Regions from separate parts of the Hordeum vulgare genome. Here region 1 is linked to region 2. A link is a contact called in public Hi-C data. All regions are on one chromosome and are shown on one strand. Each heading gives the region's core, a stretch centred on a gene start, on an enhancer-like site or on the middle of the called end of the contact. The rest is flanking DNA. Distances are from core to core; before and after follow the strand shown.

What was found. A called contact is a pair of places that touch in the nucleus more often than the background predicts.
Region 1: a contact with region 2 is called in a Hi-C map of leaf, with 2.4 times the contacts expected there. The contact joins the promoter of LOC123425262 here to the promoter of LOC123425258 in region 2. A contact is called at or near these places in 3 of 6 Hi-C or Micro-C datasets (leaf and seedling).

Annotation. Positions count from the first base shown.
Region 1 is chr2H:93,321,799-93,326,764 of MorexV3_pseudomolecules_assembly, reverse strand. It overlaps LOC123425262 (GEM-like protein 1), which reads left to right and starts at 2,874. Exons shown (of 4, transcript XM_045108940.1): 1 at 2,874-3,171; 2 at 3,315-3,416; 3 at 3,550-3,824; 4 at 4,340-4,714. The coding sequence starts at 3,024. The coding sequence ends at 4,516. LOC123425657 (pentatricopeptide repeat-containing protein At4g28010-like) reads left to right here. Exons shown (of 2, transcript XM_045109358.1): 1 at 1-532; 2 at 860-1,668. The coding sequence ends at 514.
Region 2 is chr2H:93,054,259-93,058,764 of MorexV3_pseudomolecules_assembly, reverse strand. It overlaps LOC123425258, which reads right to left and starts at 2,168. Exons shown (of 3, transcript XM_045108936.1): 1 at 1,850-2,168; 2 at 785-1,777; 3 at 297-690. The coding sequence starts at 1,744. The coding sequence ends at 538.

The DNA of each region.
Region 1 (4,966 bases), core at 1,625-4,124, 270 kb before region 2:
TAGGAACTGCAAATTAGATGCTGCTGCTTATAGCACTATGATCCATGGTGCTTTCAAATCAGGGGAGAAGAAAATTGCGGAAGAGTTTCTTAAAGATATGATTGATGAGGGGCTGATTCCTGATGCTGTGACATATTCTATCCCAATCAACATGTTTGCAAAATCTGGAGACCTAGCAGCGGCGGAGCGTGTGCTTAAACAGATGACAGCAAGTGGCTTTGTGCCTGACGTTGCTGTATTTGATTCACTGATCCAAGGTTATGGAGCTAAAGGCGACACCGAGAAGATTCTTGAGTTAACTCGTGAAATGACAGCCAAGGATGTAGCACTTGATCCTAAAATTATTTCAACTATTGTCACTTCTCTTGGGGCAAGCATTGAAGGGCAAAAGTTATTGCAGAGTTTGCCTGGTTTTGATACAGAAATATCAAAAGGCGACGTCATCTCGCCCCATGATGTAATGAATATGCTACAAAAACATTGCACCAAACCTGAATCCCCTGCTCTTTGCTAAGTTCTGATCCCAATTCAGGTGCTTGCGTGTATCTTGCCTTCATATTTGAAATCTAATATATGTTCGGTTAGTCTAACTCTGTTAAATTTCTTTGATATTTTCGTCCATTGCTGGAGCATGGGTGTTAGTATATTACTTTCAGCTGGCCGATATCCTAAATCATGAGAAATAATCATATTATGGTTATTGCATGTTATGTACTCCCTCTGTAAACTAATATAAGAGCATTTAGATCACTAAAATAGTAATCTAAACACTCTTATATTAGTTTACAGAGGGAGTACCTATTACCCTCATGATTGATGCAGGATTACTTAATCCGCTCTTCTCTTCTCAATGGACCAGTGCAGTCTATATCATCAGGCAAAGCGGCAATAACATGTGAGAACAAAAGTACATACTATCAAATCTCGCGGACACTTATTTGTCAGACTGTTGGTTAGGTGGCATCTTCAAATTTCACGTGGTATGGCAATTCAGCATCCTTAAAGCGTTGTGGATATTTCGACATGGAGTGTTGACATCAAGGATGGGATGCTCATAAATCCAGGAAGGAGAAATTACATCTTCACTAGGTTTTAAGATGAGCATGCCCAAGACACAGTTGGTTTATAAGGATAACTGCCAAACATTGTGGGGGTTATTCACAGGTCCCAAAAGGCTAAAACCCACTGAGGTAGCCTGAACCAAACCACACAGCTGTTCCATTACCAGGTTAGGTATGGGTTTCAAACCAAACCTGTTTATACTGATACTGTACCAGGGTAGTATGGTTGCAACGCACCGGACACTTTGAGCCTGAGTTGCGTGGAGTCGTCGATAGGCAGTATGGCACCGTCTCACATCAAAGCACAGGACTTGCTGCTGTGTTTCCTTGACATGCCACTACCTTCATGCAATCCTGCTTACATGGCACTCTTCTCTGCAGCCAACGTTTGAAAGGCCTTATACTTGCCGGCAGAGTTAGAGGTGGCCGGTGGGCATCTGTATGGCCAAGGCCTAGTAATAGAGGTGGCCGGTGGGCATCTGTATGGCCAAGGCCTAGTATGGTAACGCTCGTCTCTTTTTAGTTTCACATCTCTTTGATGAACCAATTTTGTTGTATTTTCATGTATATATGTAGCTTCCTGTCTGAATACAGAATTGTTAATTCTCATCTCGTTCCCACTGTCAATTTATTTCATTGTCAGTATTGTTACACTCCTCTACTATTCTTTTGGTTCACAATTTTGTTAAGAAGATAACGTTTCAAAATTGATAGCTATGTAGGTTGCTTCCTCATTAGTCATTAATATGCCACACTACAAACTGGATGCAGCAAACTCTTAGCTTAAAGCTGTCATTAATAGAGTAATACTGGTATTGCTGAAACAGCTGCAGTGACATGACCTACTATGCGCGCAAGCTCAGACTTTGGCAGTTTGGAGAAGATTATGCGTTTGGTTACCTATCAGGAATATATCGTCTCCGGTCAGCTTGAATATCATGTCTTGTTTACTGCCAGAGTTTTGCTCTGTTCTTAGCAGAAATTAATCCATTTAATTTCTGCTGTCAATTTTCTTTGTCAGTTTGTCCTGTGAGGGTTGCAGTGGGTAAGTGAGAGCATCATTTGTTATGCTCTTTGCAAGTTCCAGTTATGTTAGCCAGGCAGTTCTTTTGGTGGTAGGTTTATACACTGAAAAAGGTTCAGCTAGTATGATGCCATGCGCTCTGTTATTTCATGAATATCTTGTTTGAATGCTTCACTTTTTGGGCTTATTATTTCCCCCTAATTAAGTTAAAAATTATTCGAGTGAATAGTTAGAAATTGTTTGGATCCTAGTGGTCCTTGTTTGGTAAAGTAATTTGGTGGAGGGGTGATCATTTCCTCCCTCATTATTCGACTCAATGCATTGCCCTCCGGAAGTACTTTGTCATATGAATGAATGTATCTAGATGTAATTTAGTTCTAGATACATTAATTTTTATCCATTTGTACGACAAGCAATTTCGGATGGAGGGAGTACGTTTTAGATCACACATCTTATTGTAGTACCTCTGAATCATTAACTTTCTGCTGATTTCCTTCTACCTCATGGAAAATTTATCCTTATGCCTGTCAAATTATTTTTACGTACTAGCTTTTGTGTTTGTTATTAGTCTTGATGAAAATAGTGGCCCGTCAGTAGTCAGCTGCAATTCAAATCAAACAGGCAAAAAGGAAAAGCTACTAGTTGTGTGCAGGTTGAGGCCGTTGTCCGTTGATGGCGCGCGGCAGCCGACCGCAACGACACGACACGACACGGACGGTTGTGGTCACGCTGTCTGGCCGCGAAAAATGGGAGCGCGTCGGTTACTTGTGCCAGTTGGACGCTCGCTCCCACCATTATAGTCCCCCGCGCTAGATTGCGTCGCCGTGTCGCGTCCCCCACCACGTCCCTTGGAGAGCCGTCAACTCTGCCCACTGTCTCCCTCGTTTCTGATCTCTCTCCTTCCCGTCCCCGCTTCCTCCTCCTCCCGCCGATCGCCCATGGACTCCAAGCCCGAAGCCCACGCGGCCGCCGCGTACCCGCGCATGTCCCCGGAGGACCTCGCGCCGCCACCGCCGCCGGTCGTGGCGCCCGCGGGCTCCAACCCCTACGTGCTGTCCTCGCCGTCCTCCGGACCGCCCGCCAAGAGTAAGTCTCCTACCACTGCCAGCCACTACCTATCTCATGCTGTCCCGTTCTCTGCGGCTACAGCTCTTGTTCCGAGATTGAATTCGATATGGTTCGCGTTTGTGCTGACGGCTATCAATTGTCCGGGGAATCGGTTGCCGCAGGCACCACGGAGAATCTGAGGGAGATGCTCGGCTCCGTGGGGAAGAGGTTCGGCGAGGCCGCGCGCAAGACCGAGGGCATCGCCGGCGACGTCTGGCAGCACCGTGAGTCTCCCGATTCCCACGGCATCCAACTGATTAGCCATTTTTCAGTTCAGCAGCTGCTGACACATTTCATCTAAAAATAGCACCTATACATAGTACATGTTGACCCATGAACCTGCGTGGACTTGTGCAGTGAAAACCGGGCCTAGCATTACGGATGCTGCAATGGGGAGGATCGCTCAGATATCCAAGGTCAAATCGGAAGGTGGATACGACAAGATATTTCAGCAGACGTTTGAGTGCTTGCCTGACGAGAAGCTCAAGAAGGCCTACGCATGCTACCTCTCGACCTCTCATGGCCCGATAATGGGCGTCTTGTACGTCTCGACCGCCAAGCTTGCTTTTTGTAGTGACAGCCCCGTGGCATATGTCACTGAGGATAATAAGACCGAGTCCGCCATTTACAAGGTATGTACTCGTCGTGATGTGCAGTAGTTCTTGTATTTTTTTCTTTTTAAAGAAACTTAGCTTAGTCTACAAACGAAATTTGTTCATATCTTTTTTGACCTGAAATTTATTCATATCTTTAGTACTACATGCTTATCCTTGATGAGGAAACACAACATTGCATCACAATTGCTTGACAGAGCATGCGATCTGCAGTGGTTTGCTGAATCTGCAGATTCCAATACAACTACTCCATCCGTTCCTAAATATAAGTATTTTTAAAGGTTTCATTAGGGACTAGATACGGATGTATATAGACATACTCTAGAGCTTAAATTCACTCATTTTACTTCGTACTTAGTCTTCTAGTAAAATCTTTAAAAATACTTATATTTAGGAACGGAGGAAGTATTATTCAATAAGACATGAAAACATCACTTATTTTTATTGCTTCTCTGGGTCGTGCAAACCGAAGGGAATCGTGTTCATCTTATCGTACTGCAGCTGATCATATTCGTATCTGCATGTTCTCACAGATAGTTGTACCTGTACCTCATCTGAGATCAGTCACCCCTACCGCTAGTCAACAGAATCCTGCAGAGAGGTACATCCAGGTAGTTTCTGTTGATAACCATGACTTCTGGTTCATGGGCTTCATCAACTACGACAGCGCTGTGAAGTGTCTCCAGGAGGCTGCTCGCGGGGGCGCCTAGACATCACTTCCCTGTCGCATGCATCTGTTGCCATGACCCATGTCGATGTCTATAGACCATTTGTGTATTTTGGTTTAAATTTATGGCTTAAATAAGCAGTGCATTCATGTATCAGTAGTGTGGATACTTTTCTGGTCCAAGGTGTGTTGTAAATATCAGAGCAATCTTAATCTTTGTTTGTGTTTTTTGCTGCCCTTACTCTTCCGCTGCAAATTATGAATGTGTTTGGTTAACTGCATCGTTGTTTTTTGCCTGTTTGCATGTGTGTTTCAGCTGGGCCTGACTGAGATAAAACACGTCGAAAATCATCATCTGTACATAGTTTGGTACTGCGTCAGGGAAGCAATATGGGACCTCCTATACGGCGCTGCAGGCGCCCGTTTGCCCTGCTGGCGCCTGCAGTGCCCTGCCTTGGGCCGGCCCTTCAAAGAGCTCGGCACCTCTGCAGGT
Region 2 (4,506 bases), core at 919-3,418:
ACGGCTGGACATGTGGCGGATGTTACACGTAGGATCAGCCAGCAGATCTAAATCATTTTCCTTAGAAAAATATATATAATTTGCATATAGTATTGTTTCAAATGTTAATAATTTTTAAAATGCTTTTTAGGATGCAACTTTAATTAGTAGTGCATGGCCCGTGTTTCTTTCGTATCGGTGTAGTTTCAAATTAAAAGTGAACACCTAATTAGAGACGAAAAAACCATCTATAATGATGCATGTTCGTCGGTAAGGATGAGAAGAAAGATAAACAGCAAGAATGATAAGATGTCATGTTAAAATAAAGGACGTGTATCTATTAAGGTATTGAGATATGATTATTGTGTTACCAGCATCTGGTCTTTTTTTCCGTTACAATGCACGGGCTCTTTTGCTAGTAAAAAGAAAACTCTTGTGCCGTTTTGAAAAATGTGTAATGCTTTTCAAAAATATATAAGAAAGAAAAAATACAGTTTTTCTAAAAAGAAAGAAAAAAATACAGTTTTTTCTAAAAAGAACTCTGCATCGGGGACAAAACTAGTGCAGAGTTGCAGAGTTGGAATTAATCTTGTGCGCGCATTGCTCACCGGAGGAGCCATCTTCGGCGTCCATCTTCTTCTCTAGCTGAGCAAGGGCGTTAGTGAGAGACCTCACATCCAAAGCTTGGCGCAACGCACCATCAGAATCACACTGAAACATAGATAGACATCAGTTTTAACATTACCGATAAATTAAGCAAGCAATGTTGGAACTTGGAAAACTAGAAGAGAAATTAGATGAGCACCTTCTCCAGCCGTAGAAGACGCTCCTCCGGATCCCGGTGACCAGCACCGTTCCGGCTGGGAGCAAGGAGCAGGCGTAGGTGGTGCCGAAGGAACTCCGCGCAGTGCGACCCGAGGTTGCAGGCCGGGAAGGCGGACTCGCAGCCGAGCTGGTAGAAAGGGCAGTTGGCGAGCTTCATGGGACAGACGGTGACGCAGTGCCGGTCCATCTGGCGCCGGGCAACGCTGACGCCGCAGCGCTGCTCGCAGGGGAGGAGCTTGAAGGCGCACGCATCGTCGTGCGCGTCGGCGCGGCAGGCGGAGACCTCGGCCCGGCAGCCCTGGGCCTGGTTCCGGCACCGCACGGGCCTGAAGCCGCAGCGCGCGGCGACGTGGTCGGCGAGCTCCTCCGGCGTCCCCAGCTCGTCGCGGCAGCGGAACCGGCCGCCGTCGTCCAGGCAGCGGAGGAGGTCCCGCGCGACGGCCTCCCGCCTGTCGACCGGCCAGAAGCGGCTCGCCTCCATCTCCTCGACGAGGTCCTCGATCCGGTCGTCGCGGCCGTCGTCGCCGCCGCCCAGGTACGGCAGCCAGCCGGCGATGGAGACGACGACGCTCCTCTTGCTGCCCGCGAAGTCGTCCAGGAACGCGGCCAGCGCCTCGGCCGGGTCGTCGCGGTCGATCGGATCCTCCTCCGCCGCCTCGGCCGGGCTGCTGCTCCGGTGCGCGACGTAGCGCACCAGCTCCGCGCGCAGCTGGACGGCGAGCGAGGAGGAGGGGCTCCCGAGGGTGCTGTCGACGCACGCCGCGGCCAGGCCCGGGAGCAGCAGCTGCGCCAGCTTGTGCACTACCTGGATGTCGCAGTTGGGGCAGGGCAGGAGGGCGGTCCGACCAACCGGGGGCCCCTCCTCCTCGCCGCCGCCGCCTCCTGATCTTGGGAGCCTTCTCCCCGGATCTGCCTCGACTACCGGGGCCTCCAGTTCCATGGCGCGGCTTTCAGCTTCTTGCCGCGGCCTCACCTGCACGCCGATGACGCGTATGAGCTACTGCAAAGCAATGGATGGCATGGCATGGCACGAGGAATTCATTACCTTCCAGGGACGCAGTTGCAGGGCGGAGAGCCGGCCAGAATAGATCAATCAATCAGGTTGAAGCAGAATTCTGATCGGATTGTAGAGGTCGTCTGATTTCTTGTGGTGAGCAAAACCAAGTCAACTCACGGGCTAGGACGAGAAAGAGGAGACAAGAAAAGTAGGAGGATGGATTTTATTTTATTTCAGGGAAGGAAATCAATTATTTCCTTTTGTTGCGCTGGCAGGAGGGTGAACAGTTTTGTACTCGGAAATGCTCTCCTGCGGCCGTCCGCCGAGTATCTGGTGGCCATTACCTATTCTTTTCTCACAAAGACATTATAGTGTTTAATACTTCCTCCGTTTATATATATATATATATAAATTAAAATAAAATAAATAAATAAATATTTTAAAATATGTATATATACATTCGTATGTTGGAATCTTTAAAAAGATTTATATTTAAAAACGGAGGAAGACGGAGGGATTAGAACAAACCGAGTTTAGGTAGGGCTGATTCTCATTGTTAAGGTACCCTAAATACTTAAAAGTGCAGTTGTGTTTTTTTTTTTGGGCAAAACCGAACGCACGCGCTGCAGCCATCCACTGGCTCGTGGCCGCCACGATCATCATTCAGAAATAGTACGTTGATTTTCCATGGACCAATCATGTGAACCCAACCATAATGTAACATGCATTAATTCCGGTACAAGAAAATTTAAAAAACTATAACTTTCAAACCGTGTGTTGAAATTATGATCTGTTTGCACCGTTAGGTTCCTCATGACAAACTCTTCAAAACGAGATTCCATATAGATATGTTTTGAAGATTTTTTTTTTCAAAAACAACTTCAGTGTTAGATGAGGCAACTTTAGTGTTAAACATAAGCAACTTTAATACTAGATAAATTGCATCGTCAGTATTAGTGAATTCACATAGTAGGATACTAATAGTTGTGTGTAGCAGTCTAAGAGATCTCTAAAAGACCCCGTATAAGTGGTCAAACCGTTATAATTTTTACGGTTTACAGTTTTGGTCAAAACAAATGTCCAGAACAGAAACTTGGTCCAACCCGTAATTTTTTTAAGGGACACCGAAAACATACACCCGAAACCCTTATACTTGAAGGTTGGAAGGCCGAACCGAGGGGAGCCCACATACCAGTCAAACCTGGTCAGAGCAAACATGTCGCCACGGAGTTTGCCGGAATCCATCCTAAACTCGTCGGGATTCATCACCGCACACCGAAAATGGCCGCTAGACGCCGCAATCGTTCGCCGCCAATTTGAATTGGACGAGCTCGACCTCGCGCGTGGCCTCCCATGACCTCAGCCTGGCCGTCGGAATCCTCCCGGCACGGCAAGCAAAGGGGCAAGGCTCGGCCGGCGCGGCTAGCAGCGGAGCAAGGCACGGACGATGGAGGCGACAGAGTGTGGCTGGCGGGCGACAAGGCGCGGGCGATGAGGCTGGGCGCGACCGGCGTGGTGATGGGGCGTGTCCGGCAAGGACGGGGCATGGCCGACGGGGTTAGGCGCGGTCGGCGTGGCCGACGCGGCTGGCTGGGGGAAGGGTGGCGACGGCCAGACTAGAGGAAGGAGCTCTTTATACCAGTTTTACTGTTTGTTTTACAGTATCTGTTCAGTCGTAGCTAAAATGAACCCTTAAAATGCCTTTTTTTGACCCGTATTCCAATTTTACTGGTTGTGATTTTAAGGGGTCTGCTAGACATGCTCTAATAGATGGTTACCATGGTTGCTAAGGTGCGTACATCAGAAACTAATTGCTAGATAGTATAGTTGCCAACAATACTGTGAAAGTTATTTACCGTAGAGTAGAAAGTTGTCTAACATGACTTCTATGTTGTCTTCCTCAGAAATCAAGTTGCGTGTATTGCTACGAAGTTTCCTACGAGTGATCCCCAATTGCCTAAAATACTATGCAAGTTGTCTATCAAGGGAGGTAAGTTGCCTACAATGTCGAAAAGTTTTTGTCGAATATCTATCATGATTCTAAATTTCAAAACTATGTGGGGATGAATGGTATGAGAGCCTTTTTCTTTTCTTTTCTAGGATAGTATGCCCGTCTATGCTACTCAGCACGCATGTGTTGACTAGTCAGATTGCGAGTGTCGACTAGTTGCAAAAGTCGGAATAGATCAGAAGATGCATAGAAATAATGAGAAATTTCATAGGGGCGGATCACACAGTTGCCCGCAAACCTACAAAAGTTGTTCAATTTTTGCACGAGTTTCCCAAAAACTAAAAATGAGTTGCTTGTTGAATGCACTGGAGTTACACAAAAAACACACCAAAAGTTGCTAACTTTTTTGTGATACTCAACTGCAATTATGGAAACTATATATCAATAGCAGGCAACTGGCATCAATGATAGGCAATTTATAGTATTTATAGACAATTGAACATCAATCGTGGGCAACTAACCATTAGAATTAAGCAATTTCACAGTATTTGAAGGCAATTGAGCATCAATCATAGACAACTGATCATCATTAATAAGCAACTGGGCATCAATGTTTGCCAATTAGGCAATTGAACATCAATCGGACGCAGCTAATCATCAATGACAAGCAATTGAGCAGCAACAATGGGGAAGTTGAGATAATGTTGCAAGATTCACAGGTACACATAGTGCAGTGAGGTACACATAGCGCTAA